Regions from separate parts of the Sus scrofa genome. Here regions 1 and 2 are each linked to region 3. A link is a contact called in public HiChIP or PLAC-seq and promoter capture Hi-C data. All regions are on one chromosome and are shown on one strand. Each heading gives the region's core, a stretch centred on a gene start, on an enhancer-like site or on the middle of the called end of the contact. The rest is flanking DNA. Distances are from core to core; before and after follow the strand shown.

Evidence for each region. Promoter capture Hi-C pulls out the DNA fragments that hold promoters and counts their contacts. HiChIP or PLAC-seq counts read pairs in DNA pulled down with a chosen protein or histone mark.
Region 1: a contact with region 3 is called in an H3K27ac HiChIP or PLAC-seq map of alveolar macrophages. The contact joins the promoter of LOC110256379 here to the promoter of TBCCD1 in region 3. A contact is called at or near these places in 3 of 5 promoter capture datasets (fetal liver, fetal skeletal muscle and liver) and 2 of 2 datasets of contacts at active chromatin or transcription factors (alveolar macrophages and skeletal muscle).
Region 2: a promoter capture Hi-C map of liver shows a contact between it and region 3, with 8 times the contacts expected there. The contact joins the promoter of TRA2B here to the promoter of TBCCD1 in region 3. A contact is called at or near these places in 3 of 5 promoter capture datasets (fetal liver, fetal skeletal muscle and liver), 2 of 47 Hi-C or Micro-C datasets (liver and skeletal muscle) and 2 of 2 datasets of contacts at active chromatin or transcription factors (alveolar macrophages and skeletal muscle).

The regions. Positions count from the first base shown.
Region 1 is chr13:123,799,966-123,804,062 of Sscrofa11.1, reverse strand. It overlaps LOC110256379 (nmrA-like family domain-containing protein 1), which reads right to left and starts at 1,423. Exons shown (of 4, transcript XM_021070002.1): 1 at 1,288-1,423. The coding sequence starts at 1,327.
Region 2 is chr13:123,779,407-123,783,621 of Sscrofa11.1, reverse strand. It overlaps TRA2B (transformer 2 beta homolog), which reads left to right and starts at 2,871. Exons shown (of 9, transcript NM_001077221.1): 1 at 2,871-2,906. The coding sequence starts at 2,871.
Region 3 is chr13:124,385,929-124,389,881 of Sscrofa11.1, reverse strand. TBCCD1 (TBCC domain containing 1) reads left to right here and starts at 2,064. Exons shown (of 7, transcript NM_001243469.1): 1 at 2,064-2,122. It also overlaps a transcript of DNAJB11 not described here.

The sequences.
Region 1 (4,097 bases), core at 174-2,673, 590 kb after region 3:
TTCTCCCTGTTTGGGGCTTTGCCTCCCTTCAGACAAAATCCCTAACCTCACAGAGCTTCTATCCTATGTGGAGAGACAGACAGTAATGGGAGAAATCAAGCAGGGAGGGGAGTCAGACAGGCAACGTGGAGAGGGGTTGCAATTTTATTTTATTTTACTGTCTTTTTAGGGCTGTACCGATGGCATATGGAAGTTCCCAGGATAACGGTCGAATTTGAGCTGTAGCCGCCAGCCTACACCACAGCCACAGCAACAAGGAATCCGAGCCGTGTCTGCACAACCTACACCACAGGTCAGGCACCGCCGGATCCCTAACCCACTGAGCGAGGCCAGGGATCCAACCTGCGTCCTCACGGATGCTAGTCAGATTCCTTTCTGCTGAGCCAGGACAAGAACTGGCTTAAAATTTAAAATTGGCTGCAATTTTAAATACCGAGCTCTGGAAAGTGCACATGGAGAGGACACCAGCTGGTGGCAGACAGGAGGGAGAAAGCAGTGTGGGTAACTGGAGGAAGATTACTCTAGGTTGTGGGAGCAACCAATGCTAAGGCCTTAAGGTGGAGTGAGTCTGAGAAACACACAGAATGAGCAAGGGTGAACGGAAGAAGATGAGGTCCACAAGGGTCTCATAGGTGATCCGCTGGGCTTTGCATTTTACCTGGAGTGAGACAGAGGGTTTTGAGCAAAGCTTGCCATGCTATGACAGTTTCAAATAGATCAAAAGGCAGATGTGAGAATTTGACAGAGGAGAAAGACCTGACTAGAATTACATTTTGCCAAGATAGCTCTGGCTGTTGGAGAGCAGAGTGCAAGGGAGGCAGAGTGGAAGCAGCAATGCTGGCTAAAGGCTCTTGGGCAGCTGTCCAAGAGGGAGAAGTCCCTCCCCCAGAGAGTCGCTGGAATACAGGTTAGGCACAAGGCTGTCCCTACATACCCATGGGCTCTCACACTTGCTCATTTTGCTTGTCAGAAAGCGAGCAGAGAAAAGTCTCCAGAGTAGAGCTAATGCTGATGTGCAACTTCTACGAAAAAAGAAAGAAAAAGAAATACAGACAGACAGCTGTCCTTGTTCTGCTGAGATCCTTTTTGACCAATCAAGCCAAATCACCCTGCCCCATTACTACATCAGAAATGATGTATCAAGCAAATGATACTTTTCTCAGTTTTCCTTCAAAGGGCCCTTTGTTCTGTCCCTGCTTGCAAACTCTGAAATGAAAATCAGGAAGACAAGAAAGTAAGCAAAGTGAGCATGCACTTTAAAAGTGAGGAGTTTGGGGGGTTTTTTACCTGTTGCTCCAAACACTGCAATGGTTTTCTTGCTGGCCATGTTACTGAACACAGAATTAGTTCAGAAGCAGGAGTTTCCTCCAAACAGTGAAGCAGATGAAATGCGAAGTTCCACTGACTGTGAGATTTATAAACCACAACTAGCCACCACACCCCTAATTTTCACTTGTAAAACCTTTATCGCTAGATACCTTAGTCACTCTGACACAGCGGTTTTCTAAATGAGGATTCATTTAGTCGCTGTCATGTGTACAGCAAATTTGTATGAAGTACACTAGGCATAGAACTAGAGACCCTGGTTAGAGAGAGAAGCTAGTAAGTAAAAGCAAAGCAGAGAGGAGCATAGAGGGGACATAGGTCCTAGCGGAAAGACAGGAAACTCAGACTGGGGGGGTGTTAGAGAAGGCATTTAGACGAGGTGATGCTGAAGCTGACCAGAAGTCCCCTTGAGTTGTTCAGTCAGGAAGAGTAGAAAGAGAGACCACCCTAGGCAGGAGGAATGGAGGAATCAAGGAACCAAGGAACTTGAACTTTGCCTATTTAAGTTCAAAGACAAGGTAATCATGACACAGGGCTCATGCTGGGTGCAGTAATGCTATATGAATGGCAGGAAATCAGACTGGGAAGGATGGCGGAGTCCAGAACACAATGGCCTGGCAAGTCTGTCAAGGAGCTTGGATTTATCCTGGCGGCCACAGCAGGTGTCATGTGATCCTCTGGCAGCAGAATGGAGGATGCGTTGAAACAAGACAATGCTGGAAGCGGAAACTCTCCTAAGGAGACTTAAGAAATGATACATGTGAGAAATGACAAAACTTGAATGGAGGCAAGCCTTTTTTGGGTGGATTGTGTCCCTCCAAAATTCAAAGGTTGAAGTTTTAACTCCCCATGCCTCAGAATGTGATCTTTCTTGGAGAGAAAGTGTAGGCAGAGGTCATCAAGGTAAAGTGAGATCATTGGCATGTGCCTGGCCCAGTATGACAGGTGTCCTTATAAAAGGGGGAAATTTGAAAACAGAGGTGAGTACAGAGGGAAGAGGATGCGGAGATACAGGGAGACTGCCATGCGAATGCAAAGACGGCCATCTGTAAGGCAAGGAGAGAGGCCTGGAGCAGATCCTTCCCTCATAGCCATCAGAAGGAGCCAACCCTGCCAACATCTGAATCTTGGACTTCCCTTCTCCAGAATCATGAGACAATATGCTTCTGCCTTGTGGTTCTTTGTTGCAGAAGCCCTAGCAGACTATCGAGTCAGTGACAATGGGGGTGAAGTGAAACATATTCAGGAGGTAAACTGAGAAGATCTTCATGGTTGGATGTGGGGAAAGGGAAAATGAAGAGAAAGGACTAAAAATGACTCTGCCCACTGGAGGAGTTGGCAACAGAGGAAATGAACACAGAACTGGGCAAGTTGCGTTGGAGGCTGCAACTGGTTGAGACATTGGGAGGTGAGGAAGTGAGGAAAGCACTGTAGATATCTGCTTTAAGGAGATTGCTGTAAAGGAAGTGAGAGCAAACTGTGGTTACATGAGGAAATAAAGTTTTCTTTCCGTCGGAAAGACTTGAATACACATGAGGATTAAGGGTGGCGTACTACCTCCCTCATACTTTGCTTTATTTTTCTTCATAACATTTATAACATGACATGCTACAGGCGTGTTTCTTTGCCCTTATGTTTATTTCCCCCCCTCCCTAGCAATTGGACTGTGTACTCAACGAGGGCACTGACTTTGTTTTATTCACTTATGTGTGTCTCCAATGCCTGCCACTCTGGCACACAGCAGGTGCACATGAAATATTTGTGAAATGAATGAAGGAATAATTAGTGGAGTTAGGTTACTGGGAAATATGTAGGGCACAGACTCTGCAGCTGATGAAGAGGAGCTGGAAAGAGCACCTACCCCAGGAATACCTGGGTCCCTCTCCTGAAAAGGCATGAAGATGGATCTAAAACAGGAGGCAGATCATGGGTCTTCAGCCTGTCGGCCTTTCCTTTTCCCTCCAGGCTCCTACTTGTATCACCTGCTTCTGCCTAATTATCCTTATAAGAGAGAGCAATTCTCCTGTGTTTCTCTATAGTTTCCACAGGGAAACTGAAGGGTAAGCTCTGGAGTTGTTGAGGTTGAAAGAGCTGGTCATGCACATCTGTCCATTTCTTGAGGGCAAAGGTGCACAGGCTAAGCTGGACACGCTAAATCCAGAAGAATCAGTAAGTGGGGCACTGTATGTTCTCACTTCTAAGATAAAAATGCTAATTGAATAAAGTCAGCAATGTCACAAAAAAGACATATGTAGCCTCTGCTACCCTACACTACATAAAATCCTACCATAGCCGTATGGAGAATTCTCTTTGTCTTTTTTTTTTTTTTTTTGTTGTTGTTGTTGTTGTTGTTGTTGTTGTTGTTGCTATTTCTTGGGCCACTCCCACGGCATATGGAGGTTCCCAGGCTAGGGGTTGAATCGTAGCTGTAGCCACCGGCCTACGCCAGAGGTACAGCAACACAGGATCCGAGCCGCGTCTGCAACCTACACCACAGCTCACGGCAACGCCGGATCGTTAACCCACTGAGCAAGGGCAGGGACCGAACCCGCAACCTCATGGTTCCTAGTCGGATTCGTTAACCACTGCGCCACGACGGGAACTCCGTATGGAGAATTCTCAATACCATTCCAAGTAGACTTGCACAAGAGACAAAGGTTTATTTTCAAGGAAGTTTATCCATAGTATTATTTGTATTGAAAAGAACTAGAGACAATCTAAAATTCTGCCACAAGAGGATGAATTAAATAAATAAAGGCGAAGCCATGAGA
Region 2 (4,215 bases), core at 1,622-4,121, 610 kb after region 3:
AAATGGTGGCCAGAGGAATGAAAGATCATTCCCCTGGCCACCATTTATCAGGGGGAGGGGGAAGAAAGATCAATTTTTAAAATTATATATATATATATATATATATATATATATATATATGGAGTTCCCACCATGGTTAAGAATCCAACTCCAGCAGCTCAGGTGGCTGGGAGATGAGGGTTTGATCCCCAGCTCTATGCAGTGGGTTAAAGGATCCAGTATTGCTGTAGATGCATAGGTTGCAGCTGTGGCTTGGATTCAGTCCCTGGCCTAGGAATTTCCATATGCTAAGAGTGTGGCCATTAAAAAAATAGGGAATAGAATTGATGAGATATGTTAACTAACTAAATGAGGGAAAGAGAAGAAATTTTAGCAGAATGGTTCAGAAGGCAAAGGAATAACAGATACTTAAAATGATTATTTTAATTTTGGAAGTTAATTTTTATAAAAATCTGAAGTATCCAGGTAAACATTCCAGTGAGCAACTAGAATTTAAGCATAGAACTGGAGGAGGGGGAGTGTTCAAACTATAAATACAGATTTGGAAACCATAATCATACAGGTCCCTGACTAAAACCATGAAAGCAGATGAGGCTGGAGAGTATATAAAAAGAGAGGATAGTTGTCACCTTGAGTCATCACCAAATCTCTGGGCCTCAAGTACTGACGCTGTTCCAGGTGACTATTTTAAACCAAGTAAGAATCAAATTGCCAATTCTTATAACTCAGTAATAAAAACAGTAACAATAGGCAAGGTATCTGGATAGAATTTCCCTAAAGATCTATAAATGGCCAATAAGCACATGAAAAGATGTTCAACATCATTATTAGGAATAAGCAAAGCAAAACCACAATGGCATACCACTTCACATTCACTAGGGTGGCTATAATTAAATGGCAGTTCCTCAAAAAGTTAAACACAGAGTTACCATACAACCCAGCAATTCCATTACTAGGTATTTTCCCAGAAGAGTTGGAAACAAACCTTCAGACAAAAACTTGTACATGAATGTTCATAGCATCATTATTCATAACAGCTAAAAAGCAGAAACCACCCAAAAGTCTACCAACTGATGAACAGATAAATGTGATACATCTATACAATGGAATAAAATACAAAAAGAAATGAAATACTACAAAAATGAATGAAATCAGCCATACGAAAAGGAATGAAGCACTGATACATGCTACTGCATGGATGAACATTGAAAACTTTACCCTAAGTTAAAGAAAACAGTTACAAAGGACTTCATATTACACATATGATTCCATTGATAGGAAATGTCCATAAAAGGGAAAACTTTAGACAAAGTACAGTTTTACATTCCTTAGAGCTGGGAGGGTTATGGGTGGGGGGAGGAGGGGGAGAGGAGGTTGGGGAGAAGATAAACAATATCTATTAATGACAGGATTCTTATGCAGGGTGATGGAAATGTTTTAATATTGTGATGGTATGGAGTTCCTGTTGTGGCTCAGTGGTTAACGAACCCAACTAGTATCCATGAGGATGCCAGTTTGATCCCCAGCCTTGCTCAGTGGGTTAAGGATCCTGCATTGCTGCGAGTTGTGGTGTAGGTTGCAGACACAGCTCAGATCTGGCTGTGGCTGTCCATAGCCTGGGAACTTCCATATGCTGCGGGTGTGGCCCTTAAAAAAAATACAATAAAATTGTGATGGTTGCAATTCTATAAATATAAAAACCGCTTGAATTGTACATTTTATTTTTTTGGCTGTGCCTGTGGCATGCAGAACTTCCCTGGCCAGGGATTGAACACTCACCACAGCAGCTACCCAAGCTACTGCAGTGACCCCACCAGATCTTTAACCCACTGCCCCACAGAAGAACTCCAATTTGTATACTTTAAATGGGAGTATTGCATGGTATGTGAATTATATCTCAAGAGAACTGTTTTTAAAAATCAAGTGGCCCTTTACAGATATCGAAGTACCTCACCAGCCAAGTACCACACTTTTTTAAGGAGGACAACAGGGACAGAGGGATGGCTGAACGTCCAAGTTTGGACTCTTCCCACTATATCATGCTGTTGAGATTTGGCATAATTAAACTCCTTGTGACACCACTATAGTTATACATTTCTCTAATGTTTGAAATCATAGTTTGCAAATCTGTGTTTAACAGTTCTCCCTAATTACACCACTAACCCCTTTAGGTTAGAGACTGTGCCTGGTTTCAGTGCATCAAGATCTGGTAGAGTACTTGCTACTTAACAGATGCTCAAATGAAGGTTTTTCAGGCAGGAAAGACCCACAACTGAAGTTATATATATAAGAGCAAAGCAAAGCATGGAACCTACCATAGGGCTATCCGCCCTCTCCAATCACAGGAAAACACAAAAATGAGGAATAAAGTGAAAGAAAGGAAATAAAGACGGGCGAAATGTTGGGCATCTCCTCCCTTCCCCACCCTCCACGACGGCTGGAAAGTTCCAGAAGGGAGTCAGGCGTGTCCGATGACGTCACTACGGCCCTTGGAGACCACCACTGAGGACAACTCGCGCTCTCACTTTCCCGCCTCTAAGAAACCCCGAGTTGGGAGTTAGCGCGGTTTGAGGGGCGGGGTTACGTCACGTCCGGTTCGGGACGCGCCACTGCTGTAAAGGGAAAGTCGAGCGCAGAGGGGCGGGGCCAAGAAAGCGCGCCTTCTGGGAGGGGGTGGGGCCGGGTTAAAGAGCGCCGCGTCACGTCCGGAAGACTTAGAGCCCGTGCGGAGGCGGTGCGGAGCGTTTCGGTCCTCAGCGGCTGGGGAACCACTGCGTGGTGTGAGGCTGCGGCGGAGCCTCTAGATAGAAGGCGCGAGAGGGTGGCAGCTTCGCTTGAAGCACGTCGAGCGACGACAGCAGCCAGGAGTCATGAGCGACAGCGGCGAGCAGAACTACGGCGAGCGGGTACGTAGCAGTGGTGAAGGGGGCGGCTGCGTGGTCCCAGCTTCTTGCATCTTTTCCAGGCCCGTCGGCCTCGGGCCGGGTGATGGGGGAGCGATTTCGGTTCCGAAAACTGAGACCAGGAGAGAGGGGAGTCAGGGTTTGAAAAGCCCTCCTAGGTAGTGTCTTAACCGTGAGGGAGACTGCCGGCATGTTTAGGTGGCTTGGTACCCGAAACGGCGGTTTTTTCCGTTATGAGGTGGTGGTGGGGGGGATTAAAAATGGCCGCTGCGTCCCCTCGGTGGTGGGGGAGGGGAGCAGTATCTCGTTTCGCCGTTGGTCTCCTGCGAAGCCTCGCCGCAGCCATCTTGGGCTGGCGGGCCGGGCGCGCTGCCAGAAGCACAAAATGGCGGAGGAGCCGCGCGTCAACGCGGGCCCGACCGGCGGAGGGGCCCACACCTCACAGGGTCGCGGGGGCTTCGGGAGGGAAAGAAGCGACGTTCTGTGGGGTCTTTCGCTCGTTAGGGTAAGACAAGGTCGAATTCTGAGCCCCGAATGTATGAAATTCTAGAGTGTTCTTGGGGCCTCTTTTCAGGTGGGGGAACTAGGAGAAGTCCTGGGCCCGTTAGTTTGAGGAGATTACGCGCGGGCTTTGTGTTCGGCCTAAATGCAGTGTTTTTCTTTGATGTCGAAGAGGGTCTCAAACCCTAGATCGTTGCGGTGTCCAAGTAGACCACAAGGTCGCTGATATTTTCTTGTTTTATAGAGGTCCCCCCCCCCCCACGGGATGGTGGAGAAATTGGCGGGTAACAATTTATGGCGCCGTTGTTTCCTTTGTTTTGAGGCATTCTTGTTATGTGAACTACAGCTTGTTTTGGTGCGCTTTTAAGTTTTCACTTAAAAATGTAGAGTTCCGTGAGGGTTGGATCAAGTGCAGAAATAAGACAGTTCCTGGGCTTAAAAAGCATGATGTAAAGCTTGGTTTTGGGTCCTTGAGTACAAATGTGTAAAGATGTAAGACTTGGCAGAATCTTGCCTACTTGGAGCTTGAGATTTGTTGGAAGGGTAATGAACACCATAGAACTTGATTTTTTTTTTTTTTTTTTTTTTAAACCTTGATGGGATTAGGTTAGATGTTACGTAATTTTCCGGTAAAATCTATTCAAATATCTGGTAAATCTATTCAAAAATCTTCCACAAAGGAATGAGAAAGATTTTAGGTGGTTCATTAGAAGGGTATTGTTGGGGAAAAAAAAAACTTATTTTAGCTCTTAGAATCTTAGTGGATTTACCGTGTAACTTCTGGATTCAAATCTGATTAATTTGGCTTGAA
Region 3 (3,953 bases), core at 815-3,314:
GTTTTGCTCATTTCAGTAAACGCACCACCTAGTTGTTCACGTTAAAACTTTGTCTTCTTTGATACCTCTCCTCTATCCCCTATTCAGAGCTTTACCTTGAAACCATATCCTGAATCTTGAAACCATATCCTGAATCCGTCTGCAAGTCTCCATCTCCACATCTCTGAGCCAAGTGATCTCACATCATCTCCCATGTGGCAAGGGCTTCCTAAGTGGTCTCCCTGCCTTCACTCCTAGTTATCTTAGCTTCTTTTCTCACCGCCTCCCCTTTTTCTGCATGATTTTTAACAAACATGTCAGGTCATGTCATTTCTCTACTTAAAAGCTGTGGATGGCTTTTCATTACACTTAGAGTAAGCTCCCAACTCTTTATGCTAGCTTATAGAAACATTTCTCAATAAACCTGGGGGAAAAAGAACAAAACCCTTATATGATCTGTACCCTCACCTAGTACATACTCCTTACCACCTTTCAGCAAGACACTTTTCCTTTCTCTCTTCTGAATACACCAAGTTCATTCCTATAGGGGCTTTGTTCTAGCTGTTCTCTTGCCTAAAATGCTTTTCCCTCAGATCCTAACATAGGTGACTCCTTTTTAAACTCAGATAACAGCTTAAATTTACCACCTCACAGAAGACTTCTCTGACCAACCAATCAAAATTAACCCCTACCAAGTCCCTATTCTTATATTGCCCTATTTTTTAAAATTATTTTCATCCTGTCCCCATTACTAACACACGCTGGAATGCCAATTTCAGGAGAGCATGAATCTGGACTGTTCTGTTCACAGCTGTCTAGAACAGCAACTTAGAACAGAGCCTGCCACAGAGTATAAACATCCCTTCCACTGTGATCTTCCTGTGCTGGTTTCTTATTCTTCAAGCCTCAGCTCAGATTAGATATCCATCCTTTTTCCCAAATTTCGTAGCACTTACTAATACCTGGAGTTTTTTTTTTCTTTCTACAGTCACACCTGCAGCATATGTTAAGTTCCCGGGCTAGGGGGTCAAAGCAGAGCTGAAGCTGCAGGCCTAGCCACTGCCACAGCCACACCAGATCCCAGCCACATCTGCAACCAAACTCCACAGCTTGCAGCAACACCAGATCCTTAAACCACTGAACGAGGCCAAGGGTCGAACTCCAATCCTCACGGATACTATGTCGGGTTCTTAACCTGCTGAGTCACAATGGGATTATTCCATTTTATTTTCCTAATGTATTATCTATTCTCCCTGTTAAAATATACACTCGAAGAAAGCAAGGACCTTATCTAGTTTGTTCACTACTCTAAATCCTAGTGCCTAGCACTGAGTCAGACACAATACAGAGAGGTAAGAGGTAGACCAGGTTACTGCTTTCAGGAAGATGCCCTCTAGAAGAGAGAGGCCACAAAAAAGAGAAACTAAATTGCATCTTATGGTCTTATTTACCTTTGTACCTTCCACGCCTAGAGGCCATAAACGAACTAAGAAAGCAGGAAATGGCCAGAAATCATAAAATGGAGGTTAGAGGAAGAAGTGATGTTCTTCTGCTGGGTGAAAGCCAAAAAGCTTCTTGAAGGCGGCAACATGGTGGAAAAGCTAATATACAGTTAAGGAGATAACCTTGCGGGCTCTCGCTTCAGAGAGTCTGGGTCTGTATCTTAGCTAGTCTCTGGCAGTGTTACTTTCACCTAAGTCCTAGATTCCTTATCAGTAAAACAAATGTACTTCCCTTAGAGGGCTCTTAGGAATGAGATGAAATAAGTAAAGATGCTTTAATCGGTGCCCCGCCCACAGTAAGCCGTCATTATCATAATCATTACTGATCAAAGCGTGCTGACCTTACCAGCAGCTAAGTGGCTGACCACAGCTCTGTGGAGCAATAGAAAACTACCCTGAGTTGAAAGGCGCGACACCAGAAAGCGATGAGATCTAGCTACAAGTTCCAGCATCCAGCACTCGAGGTCAAGAGTTTCCCAGACCGCGGAAGAAGCACTGGGCCTCTCTAGCAACGTAGTCCTCCGGAGCTCATTGGTGCCTTACGCATGCGCAGTGGGTGAGCAGCCGGCACTGGGCGGGTCTGGCGTTCGAGGCGCGGCCGCTTACGGAGAGGTTCGGCGGAGCGGCCCCTGCCATCGCAGGTAACCGCGCGCAGTTAGGCGCAACGGAGGGCGGGGAGGGCCGGTCCCGTTTCAGGCTTGGGCCGGGGAGGCCAGCTTCGCGTTCTCCGGGTCTTGGGTCCGCTACAGACCCAGTCGGCTGGGGCTTGTCAGTTCTCAAAATCCGATCACCCGGGCGGCCCACCCGGCGTCCGGTCCAGGACCGCGTCCTACCCTGGACAGCGGCCAAAGTGGTGGCCAAGCCACGGGAGGGAGGCTCGGGCCTCACGCCCATCTCCCCGCCTGAGAAACCTGGATCCCAGCGCATCCCAGGGGAGCTTTTGAAGAGGGAAGGAACACCAGTTTAATGTTTACGAATTTAGCCCACTCGAATTTGGTGGTTAGAATAGAGAGTTCTTCTCCAGGACCTGTCCTTTGATTGCACTCTTCAGGGGCGGAGGTCAGTACTTCACAGAGCAGCCTAAGATCTTCCTCACAGAACTTTCATTGTCTGGTATTATTAAGAGCGACGCTAAGCCATTCCCAAGTTCAAAGACAGCTACCATTTATCCTGTCACTCCCATCTTTTGGGTTCATGGTTCCATGACCCTTCACCTGGCCCTTACCTGGCCTTCTATTTAAGGCCACTCATTCTGGTAATTCTCTTCTGTATTCACTCCCGTTTTCTAGATTCTCCCACAACTGAGTTCCTAAAGCACATTTGTATAAGTAACAGTTCTCAAGTCAAACTTGAATTCTAATCCAGGTCTCTGCCAATTCCAGTATGTGACTTTGGGTAAGTTCCTTGACTTTTCTAAGCCTCGGTTTTCTCTTCTGAAAATAGGGAAAATCATATTTATCTGTAGGTAGTTATGAGGATGAAAGGAGGTGAAGAACATAAAACATTTAGAATGCTACCCGGCATATAGCAAGCACTCAATTGACGTCATTTATTTTTTGAACAGGTAATTCCCAAAAGAAACACAATTTTTAGAGTAAATGTAAGACATAATGATAGGAATAAAACATTTTTCATCCATTCATATAAAGGTTTTTTTTTTTTAATGATCTTAATACTGAGGTGTGTGTTTTGAAGATGGTACCTTGATCAAATGATGGAACAATATGATAGCATTTTGGAAAGTAATGGAAATATATGTCACGAGCTTCAGAAGTGTCAGTTACTTCTTTTCATAAATGCACATCTGAAATTTTTCTCCGGAAAGTAATCATAATGCAAAAAATATACAGAAAGTGGTAATTATACCATCATTTATAATAGTGAAAACATTTAACTTTTTAGAGTAGAAAATTTTAACATACACAAAAGTAAAGGTAGTAGTAGGTTCATATACCCTCATGTGTTCATTATTCAGCATCAACAATGGTCAATATTTTGCGTATCGTTTTTGTGAAAAATTTTAAATCTACAAAGTGTCTGAAAATAGATCAATTGAATAAACTGGAATACATTTATTTAGAGTGCTATTAAGCTTTTAAAATTATATAGAACTGTATTACAGAATATATGGTATCATCACAACTGTGAAAATTCAAAAGCTAACATCCAGTCTGTAGGAAAAAAAACATGGATAGGAAATACAGTAAAAATATTAGCTAGTTTCCCTTGGTGTTTGGACTGTGGATGATTTCCCTCCCTTCTTTTTAGGTGTTTTATAAATATTCCATGAAAATTATATGTTGTTGTTAGAACAAACAATGAACAAAAGCAAAATCTAAAAATATTGTACCTGAGTTTCTTGTTGTGGCTTAGCGGACCCAAAAGAGTGTCCATGAAGATTTGGGTTTGATCCCTGGCCTCACTCAGTGGGTTATGGATTTGATGCTGCTGTGGCTGTGGCATAGGCCTGCA